Regions from separate parts of the Mus musculus genome. Here region 2 is linked to region 1. Evidence: chromatin contacts called from public promoter capture Hi-C data. All regions are on one chromosome and are shown on one strand. Each heading gives the region's core, a stretch centred on a gene start, on an enhancer-like site or on the middle of the called end of the contact. The rest is flanking DNA. Distances are from core to core; before and after follow the strand shown.

The links. Capture Hi-C pulls out chosen DNA fragments and counts their contacts.
Region 2: a contact with region 1 is called in a promoter capture Hi-C map of pancreatic islet. The contact joins the promoter of Oasl2 here to the promoter of Trpv4 in region 1. A contact is called at or near these places in 6 of 39 promoter capture datasets (the HPC-7 cell line, cranial neural crest, embryonic stem cells and 2 more), 1 of 15 datasets of contacts at CTCF or cohesin (embryonic stem cells), 3 of 484 Hi-C or Micro-C datasets (cortical neurons, embryonic stem cells and stem cell-derived primordial germ cell-like cells), 3 of 115 datasets of contacts at active chromatin or transcription factors (embryonic stem cells and memory CD8 T cells) and 3 of 9 other capture datasets (embryonic stem cells, liver and pancreatic islet).

Annotation. Positions count from the first base shown.
Region 1 is chr5:114,655,856-114,661,875 of GRCm38.p6, reverse strand. It overlaps Trpv4 (transient receptor potential cation channel, subfamily V, member 4), which reads left to right and starts at 3,455. Exons shown (of 16, transcript NM_022017.3): 1 at 3,455-3,534.
Region 2 is chr5:114,894,440-114,900,383 of GRCm38.p6, reverse strand. It overlaps Oasl2 (2'-5' oligoadenylate synthetase-like 2), which reads right to left and starts at 3,450. Exons shown (of 6, transcript NM_011854.2): 1 at 2,522-3,450; 2 at 354-642. The coding sequence starts at 2,719.

The DNA of each region.
Region 1 (6,020 bases), core at 2,206-4,705:
CTATCGGAGTTACTTACAGGAGCAAAAATGTCTCAAAGACAGCTGCCTCACCAAAGCCCATCCCCAGCATGGGTGACAGCTCACAGAACTGGGATGGCACTGCATAACCTGCTGGCATCTCCGGTGGTTTCTGCTTCTGCCTGACAGCAGGTCAGCTCTCATTCTTCTTTGCAGTACAGTACAGTTACTCTGCGTCTTCTTTGCAGCTTGACTGATTAGGCTTTCTCTGGCAGGGAGGAGCCTAGTGAATCTTTTCAGCTTCAAGAACTTCCTGAAGCTATTTGAGTTGTTTACCTTCCTGCCTAGGGAGCTTCCCTGCAGCATGGAATGTTTCAATCTCAGAGAAAACTGTTACATGACACCTCCTGAGTGGGGCGGGGGCGGGGGGGGGGCATCTTCACTTTTTTGAGGTTCAGCTTTATGGAAGGATGAATTGGTGACGTGTCCCCTTTCCATTGAGACTACTACTCCCTTGAACAGATGCAAACACCTGATTGATCTGTGTAAGTAACATCTGGGTTACTTTTAAGCTGTTTCCAATGCCACTGCTCTGAACACTCTCTAGTGTTTTTTTTTTTTTTTTTTTTTTTTACCAGACACGAGCTTTCGGTTCCTTCAGCTGTGTCCCTTGGAAATGAAATTGCTGAATCATGTGTCACTGTGTACTTAACATTTGAGGAACTGGCTGCTGGTTTTCCACATGATGTGGATGTTCAAAGCCTCGCTCTGTAGCCCTCTCTGTAGAGACCGTGTTCCTGTTGTCTGTGTCCAGCCCGAGGGTCTGCAACTTGAGTTTAAATCCTTCCAGTGATAGCATCCTCTACAAGTGGCCTGCCGGCTTTTTCCCTTCTAGACTGGCAGGAGGTGTCTAGGGCTGGTGATAAATCAGATCTTTGCTGTGACAACTGTCACATGAGGTCTAATTATCTTGTTCTGTAACCTGGTGCTAAGCTCCACAGCTCTTGGATCTCTATAGCACACGACACTGGGCCTGGCATACAGGGGGCACCCCATAAGCACAGGACACAAGACCTCCGCTGCCATCCAGGAGCCCCCAGAGGAGGAGTGATCCATCCCACCCTGGAGCTGTGTGGGATTCAGGACTGACACCTGCCCCTAAGGCTCTATGGGACTCCCTGACACTAATGTTTCTTCCCTCCCAGCAAAAAGTATCCCTGCTTGCTATCAACAGCCTCTTGTCTTTCAAGGTAGAGGCAGGAGGATCACCAGTCCAACAGGGGTCCTGAGGTATTCAGTGTCCCTAGCTTGTGTTTGCTGGGTACCTCACTACACTGTTCTCCCTGCTCCCCCTCCTGCCTGGGAAGATCCTGATGCTACAAACGAACCCTGTCCTCCTGAGTTTCCACTTCCCATGTGTAAGTCTACCCAGTGTTTGCCAAGGTCACAGTTTAAAAAAATGATTGATTATGTATATGAGTGCTGTATCTCCATGCACCTGCATGTCAAGAGAGGGCATTAGATCCCATTACGGATGGTTGTGAGCCACCACGTGGCTGCTGGGAATTGAACTCGGGACCTCTGGAAGAACAGCCAGTGCTCTTAACTGCTGAGCCATCTCTCCAGCCTCAAGATCACCACTTTGAATGTAGTATGCATGCACATGAGAGAGACCATCTCTGTGTGTGTGTGTGTGTGTGTGTGGTTGTACATCTGTGTGTGTCTCACTCTGTGTGCGTGTCTGTGCCTATGCCTGTCTTGCTGGGGACAGAACACAAAGACTCCCACACACTAGGCAAGCCCTCTATCCCAGCCTGTCTTGCTTCTAAGGACACAGATCAGTGACATTGAGGACATTCAGATTATGCAGCCACCATACCATCCAACACCTCTATTTTCTGCCTCTTGTGAAGCTAAAACTCTACCCAGTGAACAAGAACTTCACAGGTCTGGGTTCTACTAACCCAGGCTCTATCCATCAGACTCTTGCTGTGTAGCCCAGGTTGGCCTCAGCCATCCCAGTGTCAGGATGGCATACCTTGTTCAACCAGCTCTTGGTGTGTGGGATGCGGAAGGAAGCCAGAGGGTCGACCTTAGGAGTTTCTCAGGGTCATCCACGCTGTGTTTTGGCAGGGTCTCTGAGCCCCCGGGATCTGCCTGCCCCTACTTTCTTAGCACTGAGATCGTGAATGTGTGGAACCACATTGGGGATTTTTTAAAATCTGGATTCTGGTGGCTGAACTCAAGGCCTCGAGTTTACCCGGCAGGCACTTTACCAAACTGAGCCATCTCCCAGGCCAGGGCCCTCAACCCAAGCTTGTAAAAGCATCTGCTAAGCCCAGGTGTTGGCCCTGTTGACTAGATTCAGGGTCCTCTTGAAGAACCCCAAGCATCCACGTAGGGGCATTACCTAATCTGTGGCAGGGCAGAATTTTTATCCGGGTGTCCTTGTAGCTGTCAATCACCAGCCTCCTAGGCCGAGCCACAGTCTCTTTTGCATGGGAGCCTCAGTTTCCCAGTCTGTGAGATGGGACTGGGTGAGCAAGGCAACTAAGTGCTGAGGGTTCTTTCCTCCCCACCCTGAAGAACAAGTCAGCCTCTTTGATGGATGCCTCAGCCTCCGTTCAGCCCCAACTTCAGGTGTGAAAGGCCTGAGCTTCAGGCTTCCTGTCGGGGAGGTAAGGGGGCATCGCGCACACCCCCTCACGGCTGCCAGACAGCTGCCAGCTCACTCTGCTGGAGACCACGGCCACCCAAATAGCGATGTTCTTTCCCCACCCCAAGGCAGTGGCTTGCGGAGGCCCACCCTCCTATCCAGGCCTGTTTCCCAACTGTAAGTGGGCCCAGCTCACCTCAGGCTCAGTTAAAAGAGGTTTACTTGCCAATGCCACCCCGCTCCAAACACACAGCTTAATTAGTGAGTTAGCTATTAAGATTTAAGTTGGTCGCCATGTTGGTTTTTATTTAGGCCCCTTCAATCCTTCTTTCTACACCCCACCCCCAACCCCACCCCCCGGCCTGCTGTTTGCCCAGGCTGGTCATCCCTAGTACTGTGCTGCGGGCAGGCTGAACAAGGACCGCAAGGAAGTCGCTAGGCTCACCAAGGCAGTCCCCCACCCAGCCTAGGAAAAGGAACGGTGATGTTAGGGGCTCTGTAAAGACCTGGTGCCCCTAGCATCTTCCGGATGATGGCTATAGGTGGAGGTTCAGAATGGAGACTCTGAGGTTCAGACTTAAGGAGAGCCGTGGCTTGGTGGGTAGTGTGTGGGTGGGTGGCGGGGAGTCCTCTCCAGTGCCCGGTGTGCCTCGCGGGCTTTTTTCTACCAGCCTTTGATGGGTGTGAGCTGCCGGGCAAGCGGGTTCCCGGGCTGGGCAGGCGACGGCCTGGGCGCAGGAACCAGGGATGAATGGAAGAGCGAGGCACCGAGCCAGGTGGCGGCGCGCAGGCCGGGGAGGACCCTGGGGTGGGCGGGCGCGGGTGGGCGGGACCCCGCGGGGCGGCGCGGCCGAAGCGCAGCAGGAGGAGGACGCGGCCGGAGGGATCAGGAAGCGGCGGCGCTGCGCCCGCGTCCTGAGGTGAGTGGGGCTGCTCCGGGGAAGGGATCCGCGAGTTCCTCGCGACCCCTCCCAATGACGGGGTTCGAGGTTCGCCGTCCCCGCCGCGCGCGGGATAGCGGGAGGCGACGCCACCACGAAAGTCACCTGTGGATTGGGCGCCGACCTGGGATTGGGGGAGTGTGGTGCAGATCTAGGTCACCTAGACCCGAGTCCCGAAACCAAAGGCCAGGGGCGGCCACCTACCCCGGACCAGCTCCACTTAGGTAGGGCGCGTGGCAGGGATGGGCGCGTGGGAGGGAACTGCGCGCCCGCAGCTTCCAGGGCTGCTTTTTGGAGTTTCAGAGAGATGGCCCCGCCGGGGAGAGGATGCAAAACTTTAACCTTAGTTTTACCCTGGAGACTCGAAGTGGCCTCCTAGGACAGGAAGAGATTTCCAAACTCCCCATTTGACTGAAAAATCCAACTTCAGACTCCCTTGGGACTGTCTTCCATTCCAGAAGGGCCCAGCCCAGCCGTGCCCCGTCCCCTGTGTAGATGAAGAAACCCAGGCTTGGGGGTAAGGATGGAGCCTAGTGAGCTGAAACCTGGGCGCTGGCTGGCTGCTTTGAAAACCCTCCCCACTGGCCTGTCCACAGCCCGGGTTAGGAAGTACCGAGGGATGAAGTCCTCAGCCCGGACTGGGGAGGGGGTGGCACGAACCTTGTACTTCTGAGCGCACATCGCATGTGATCTTTGTTCAGCGAGGTAAGAAATCCTGGCAGAGCTGAGCCCGAATGCCTTGGCTGTTGGCCATGTGGGGACAGCTCAGGCCTGGTGCTGCCCAAGGTGAGGTGTCTGTCAGTCATCACTATGTTAGGAGCACAGTCTGGGTGGACTCTGGGCATGCTCTGCCCTCCTCTGCGGTGTGACCTTGGTCTAGTCCCCTAGCTGCCTGAACCGCAGTACTTCTTTAATATTGTTATGGGAACACATTCTGGGGCTGTTGAGGGAGCCCTGGAGGGGTTTGCCGCAGCAGTTTGAGCTGGCCATTCCATTTCCACACTGTCTTGACAGAGAATAGGAAAGGGCCATTTTATTTTATTTATTTATGCATTTATTTATGTATGTATTTATTTATTGGTTTTTTTCGAGACAGGGTTTCTCTGTGCAGTCCTGGCTGTCCTGGAACTCACTTTGTAGACCAGTGTGGCCTCAAACTCAGAAATCTACCCGCCTCTGCCTCCCAAGTGCTGGGATTAAAGGCATGCACCACCACTGCCTGGCGAAAAGGCCGTTTTAATGCCTTCCTCCTGTCTGCTGTAGAGAAGACCAAGGGAGACCTCCCCCCTCCTTCTTGATTTTTTCGGACATCTCTGGGAGCAGGGGCTCCCCACAATTGGCAAACATCCTTCTTGGCTTTGCTCAGACTCTCTTTGAAGCCAGAAGGGATGGTGGCATCAGAGGACATTTGTGTGAGATCCACTGGAGTCTGAGGTGTGCCTGGGTGGAGGATTCCTCTGAGCCCCGAGAAGGTGCCTGGACTTTCGAGGAAATCCAGATGCCGTATGTCCAAGAAGGAAGGCCTCCTCCTCTTCTGGCCCTCACCTGCTTCCCTGTCCCCAGTAGGGGCTTCTTGGAAGCTCGGTACCACAGGATGCTGGCCCCTTAGATTGAGATTGGCCTAGTTATCGTGTGAGGGGTGTGACCCGAGCTCATATGCCCCATTCTCGTCCCTTCCACAGCTGCAGCTCCTGGTGGGCAGCACTGTCTCATGCCTGAGGGAGGAAGACAGATCCAGAAGGCATCAGGGTGCCTTTGATCAAGGTGGTGACTGGGCTGCACCTTGAAGAATAAAAACAGGACTGGGGGAGAGGGCATTAGGAGGGACCTGCACTAGCTGAGACACGTCTCGCCAGTTCTGCGCTGGGGGATGTAGGGTGTGGGGAGCAGAGACACTTCCGTTTGTCCAGAGTTGTGTGAGCCAGGCCAAGGCCAACTTAGAAGCTCTGAAAGTTGGGGGGTGGGTGGGAAGGGGGAGATGCCACCATTGTTTGTGTGGTATAGCAAGATCCTTTTAGCTGTAGAGCGGACACAATCGCAGGGAATGACTCAGGGAGCTCAGGGGTCCCCAGGCTGGGGGGGACCCGGTAGTGTCCAGAAATCCAGGGCCTCACTGAGCTACACCCCAATCCTTGAGCAAATGCTTTCAAGAGGGTCTTAGTGTGTTTGTATACCTAGAGAAGGGGGCTGGTGAGCCTCGCTCTGCCTCAGTTTCTTCCTGTTTGACTGCAGGGGGTTGGGGGGAGAACCAGTCCATTCTTTCTCCAACCAGGACCTGGGAGATGGGTTCCTATCTATAACAGGATCTGGGGATCTGAGAGAACATTTGTTTCATGCCACAGGGCCTCTAGAATGTTCCACATCGCTGACTGCGAGCACCTGTTAAAGATTAATTCTGATCTCTGGAGATTCTTGTAGTCCTGGGCTCCGTGGCTGGAGCAGTGAACTCTTGAGTACAGACTCAG
Region 2 (5,944 bases), core at 2,201-4,700, 240 kb before region 1:
GCTTTCCAAGTGCTGGGAATAAAGGCTTGCTCCATCACCACCCAGCTTGAGAGCCTTGTTTTAAAGGGTCTAATACAGTTCTGTTGGACCCTAAAGACCTTGGAATGTTTGCCTAACCTGGTGTTTTCCAGAGGGTGGGTAGGAATTCATTCTTTATGATAAATCCTTCCTCCCCATGTAACACTGGGACATGGGAACCCATGCAAGGATATTTATTTATTATGGAAGTCTATCCATCTTCACAGTATGATTTCAGTCCCACCTATCTATCTACAAAGCAATCTTCCAGAGGAATCTTGCTAGAGGAAGACCCCAGAATTCTTTCTTTAAACTGAAACTTCCACTGGATTTACCCAAAGCATCGTAAGCTGGGAGGATATCCATCCAAATAATGTCATCAGTCTTCCGGGACTGAACCTTTAGGGTGAGGGAGCGAGGGGCCCTTTTGCCCTCTCTGTGGGTAAGGACAATGATGTTGTAGGCCAGGCTTCTGCTACAATGAATCAGCCTCTTCTTAATGAAGCTGATGACGACCTCCCGGTTTCTCGCCTGCTCTTCGAAACTGGAAAAGCAGCTTAAGAACAGAATCATGTCTTGGTCAGATCTGTGGTTCAGCGTTGTCCCCTTTCCCGAGGAGCCTCCCTGTGGAAGGTGACAATGGCAGATTTACCTCTCCTGAGATTTGATGCTTTGAAGTTGAGAGTTAAGCCAGACCCATTCATGGTAAGTTCTCTGTACAGTCCTTTAAGAGAGACCTGTGCTGTGGGCGTTATGGGCTGAGCATCCCTGATCCAAAACTGAGAGACCCAAATGTTCTGAAATCTCAACAAGGGCAACACTTTATGTGTATGGCTGCTTTGTCGGCATGTACACATACACCATAGGTGTGCCTGGTGTCTATCCTCAGAAGCCAGAAGAGAGGTGGAAGGGAGCGCCTCTGGAGTTAAGTTACAGGTAGCCACCATTCTAGGCACAAAACATACCAACCTCAGAACTACATCCCTAGCCCAAAACAAATTGCTACTTGAAAAATGCTATAATGAAACAAAATCCTTTTTCTGCTAGTTTAAAAAAAAAAAAAGGTAAAACCAAAGAAGATGAGAGAGTCTAAACCTCAGCTCCTCCTCTTGACCCCTCGACAGTGCCTCACTGATGCAGTCACGGCTGGCCTGGAACTTGCTATAAGAACAGGTTTAACAGTCTTAAACTGGTAATCCTCCTGCCTCAACCTCCCGACTGCTGGGGTTACAGGTGAACGCTACCACACCCAGCTCTGGACTTCCTTTTTTTGTTGTTTGTTTCTTTCAAGTCCCAGAAGCCAAGAGGCTGCTACAAGCAATCGACCTAGGTCAGGCAGAAATTTGCAGGAACCAGAACACAAATGGGATACGATGTATCCTTTTGCAGCAGCTGTGGGAGTTTCCATTTCTGTCTTCAAAGCTTTTTGGCTAAGAACCCTCCCTGATCTCTGGTTTTGAAGGTTTGTTGAGATTTTTCTTCATCAAAAGCTCTTTCTCTCCCGTCTTAACCTCTGCTACCATGGCTCAGAGTTCCCAGGTAAAGTTGACTTACTCAAGTTAACTTAAGTTGTCATGCCGGGTGGTGGTGGCGCATGCCTTTAATCCCAGCACTTGGGAGGCAGAGACAGGCGGATTTCTGAGTTCGAGGCCAGCCTGGTCTACAAAGTGAGTTCCAGGACAGCCAAGACTATACAGAGAAACCCTGTCTCGAAAAACAAAAACAAAAAAAACAAAAAAAAAAAAACCACTTAAGTTGTCATTCATTTTAGCAGAATAAACAACACCCAGAGCTCTGATCCAAATGGTCTTGATTGGAGGGGGTGGGCTGTAAGTTTGTGTTTTTCTGGGAGAAACAGCTAGCCGTAGAATTACTTACACAGGCAGCCCTTAGAATCCCAATGGTTTACCAAGTAGTCTTGCTAGGTAATTTCTAACATGACCAATACTACTAACTTAGAGAACAATAGGTTTCCTTCACTTAGAAGTAAAGTAGTAGTCTTTTTTTTTTTCTTTCCTATCCTTTCCCCCTTTCCCTTTTCCTCCTTTCCCTTTTTCCCTTCCCTTCCCTTTCTCCAGACAGGGTTTCTCTATGCAGCCCTGGCTGCCCTGGAACTCACTCTATATCAGGCTGGCCTCGAACTCAGAAATCTGCCTGCCTCTACCTCTTGAGTGATGGGATTAAAAGCATGCAGGACCACACACGCCTGGCCAAGTATTATTTCTTAGACAGGAAGCAAAGGCACACATTTTATGGAAACCGGTGACTATGGTCCATTCAGGAACCAGAATCCCAAATTATCATTACCACCTCTGTCCTTCAGCATTGCAAGGCTAATTTTAAATGCACAGAAATTTTCTATGCTTTATCCCATTTACTGCTTCTACTAAACCCATCTTAAGAAGAGGACACAGACTCAGAGGGGGTGAAATGGCCCACCTCTCAAGTTCACAAGCCCCACAGGGCAGAGGTGAGCTTTAAACTCAGAACCCTGTGTGCTTACCTTCACCACCTTAATCACCCTGACTTCTTGGTCCAGGAGCAGCTCATCACGGAAGCACTGTTCCCGAAAGAACCTCTCGATTCTCTCCCAGGCATCCTGCCCTTCCTCTTTCCAGTCCCTCTGGGGCTGAAGGCTGTGTTCCAGGAAGTGGTCTAGACTGTCCCCAGGGGTCGCATACAGGTCGGGGAACGGGTCCATTTCAGCTGGGCCAGCCTGTCCTCTAGATAAATCCTCTGAGCTTCTGCTCAGCTCTGATGGGAGAAGCTTCCTGCAGCGTTCTCTGGAGGAGACAATGGGATGGAGAGTTGCATGGAAAGAAGAAAAGCGCTCTGCCCCTCCCTCCTTGGAGAAACTGGAAACAGAAACCAAGCTTTGACAAGAATTGAAAGTGAAACTGCAGGGAGATCCAGTTTACCTTCTTCAAGGCAGAAGGGAACAGGAGTTAAGGATGCAGTCTCCCCACCGGCTCTGTTGTGAGCACAGGATGTTGTTTACCACAACAGAGTAAGATTCAGCAGTTTCAGTGGCAGCGATTTGGCCACATAATCTCATCTGCCTGGTGATCTGGCAGTGGCAAATGCATTTATTTCATTCTTAATCACGCATAGTGTCTCCGTTACTAGTGGCGTCTCGAGCGATAGGGTTAGGCTAGGTTATTCCTGCTTATGCTGAGGGTCACAACATCCACACTCCACATTCCTAACTACCGACCTCAGCTAGTCTCCCCGAGGCTGCTCATCATCTGTGCAGGTGTCTTAGCTGAAGGCCATATCCAGGGTCAGACTCTCCAGCTGCAGGGCCCATCGAGGTGACATTTCTCTGATGCCTACCGCAGTCCCAAAGATGTGAGGCACAAAGGATTGCTCCTGGTCAATGGACAGCGTGAGGTAGTCTCACGATGTTTTCTGTCTAGTTATCTTCAGTGAGTGACGTGTTCTGGTTATCAGGTGCAGCCTTGGGTGTAGGATTAGGTTCCTGACTAAGCTTTTTTTTTTTTTTCATGCCTAAAAGGCAACTTTTGCCACAGTCACCACAAATAGTAACTTTCATATCACACTACCCAGGAAACACATCTATATATCCTGTCTTGGTTAGGGTTCCTATCTCTGCTATAAATACCATGTCCTGGGGAAGAATTTTGTTTGTTTGTTTGTTTTGGTTTGGTTTTGTTTTTGTTTTTTGAGACAGGGTTTCTCTGTGTAACCCTGGCTGTCCTGGAACTCACTCTCTAGATCAGGCTGGCCTGGAACTCAGAAATCCACCTGCCTCTGCCTCTCAAGTGCTGGGATCAAAGGCGTGTGCCACCACCGCCCAGCGGAGGAAAGGTTTTTTTTGTGGCATCTTCGAGATTGCCTACCATGCAGGGAAGTCAGGGCAGGAACTCAAGAACAGAGGCGGTGGATGAGTGTGTGCTGCTTATTGGTTTGCTCCTTATGGCTTGCTCAGTCTGCTTTTTCATACACCCCAGGACTGCCCCCCCAGGGTTGGCATGACCCAGAATGGACGGGGGGGGGGGGGGGGGGGGAAGGGGGCGGGACCCTCCCCCATCAATCACTAATTTAGCAAATGCCTCACAGGCTTGCCTAAAGGCCAGTTTTTGTTTTGTTTTGTTTTGTTTTGTTTTTCCCGAGACAGGGTTTCTCTATGTAGCCCTGGCTGTCCTGGAACTCACTCTGTAGACCAGGCTGGCCTCGAACTTAGAAATCTGCCTGCCTCTGCCTCCCAAGTGCTGGGATCAAAGGTGTGCGCCACCACTGCCCGGCTAAAGGCCAGTTTTATGGAAGTATTTTCTCAGTTGAGATTCTCTCTTCTCAGAAGAAGGAAGCTTGGATTGAGGTTTGAGGTGCTTGCTTGACACAGATGCTAGTAAGGATTTACTAGTAAGCTTGCTTACAAAATAACCAAGTAACGTGTTAACTCTCCTGTCCACCTGTGTAAAGGTGGATGGCCATTGGGGTCAAGGAGACCATGTCAACAAGGGGTCACTGAGTTGAAACAGAGCCCCAGAAACATTGAGGAAGGAGTCCTGTGCTTGTGGGTCCCGGGTGCCATGCCTCAGGTGTCAGATGACGTTGTAAGTAGTCTGGTGGAAACTGAAGATAGTCTAAACATATACTTTGTGTCTCTTAACCCATCAGACTACTATAATTGAAATGATGGGTCCCAAAGAAATGGTAATTTCCCCAAAAATCTCATGCTGGGAGAGGAAAGGGGGGCAGCCAGAGGGAAATCTTGTCTCCTAAAAACAGATTTCACACAAGTCTAACATCTTGTCAGAGTGCCTTCAGGATAAGACGAAGCCCAGGCAAGGAGGGGGTCGATGGTGAACCGGGACCACAGCTTGAAGGGGATGCTGTCTGTTATTCAGACTTTAATCTCACCTCAGGACCCCAGAGATGGCCTTTGGGGGGAGGGGTCTAGGTCTGCTTGATCTCTTGGTCCTTAACAAGGTCGCCACACTGAGTACATCTCCCTTTTCTGATTTCCATTACAATTTTTTTTAAAGGTTTATTTCTCTTTTAAAAATGTGAGGGCCGGGCGTGGTGGCGCACGCCTTTAATCCCAGCACTTGGGAGGCAGAGGCAGGAGGATTTCTGAGTTCGAGGCCAGCCTGGTCTACAAAGTGAGTTCCAGGACAGCCGGGGCTACACAGAGAAACCCTGTCTTGAAAAGCCAAAAAAAAAAATGTGAGCAGGTTGCCTGCCTGCATGTCTGTGCACCATGTTCATGTCTGGTGCTGAAAGACCCTCGAGGGGAGACCCTCACTCAGACACTCAAGTCCCGGGACAGCCGCGTACCCAAGAAGACACTGAGACCATACATAAAATGTAGAAGGCAAGATTTAATAAAGCAGCGACATGAAAGCACACAGACCAGAGCTCTGGGGTCGAAATAAAGCAGCAACATGAAAGCACAGAGACCAGAGCTCTGGGGTCGAAATTCATACACCTTTGCACAGGGTAGAGGAGTCTCGACGGTCAGCAAAAATTTTTTACAGGCTTATATAGTAAAACTCAAAGGGGGAGAACTGGGCAGGGAAAGTACAAGTTTACATCACTAGGGAGTTCTGCCAAAGGAATCTACGTAACTAAGGAGTCATGTCCTATCAAGGAACCTACGTAACTAAGGAGTACCTGGTTCATTTTGAGGTTGTTCCAGGAGGCCTTTATCTCAAAAATGTTCTTGGAACAGTTTTTAGTTGGGAGGGTTCGAACTTTAGGGTGAGGAGTTTTGGGGTGAAAAGTTTAGGAGTGTTACAATCTCTAGATGGGAGGGGGTGGGCTCCGAGGTAAAAAATTCATGTTTTCACAAGAGGCCAGTAATTTTCTATTCTTCATTCCCCACTTCTTCTTGTAAGTAATTCTAATCTTAGAATTTCAGAAGTCTATATCTCTATGTGGAGAATACTGCATTTACTCTATC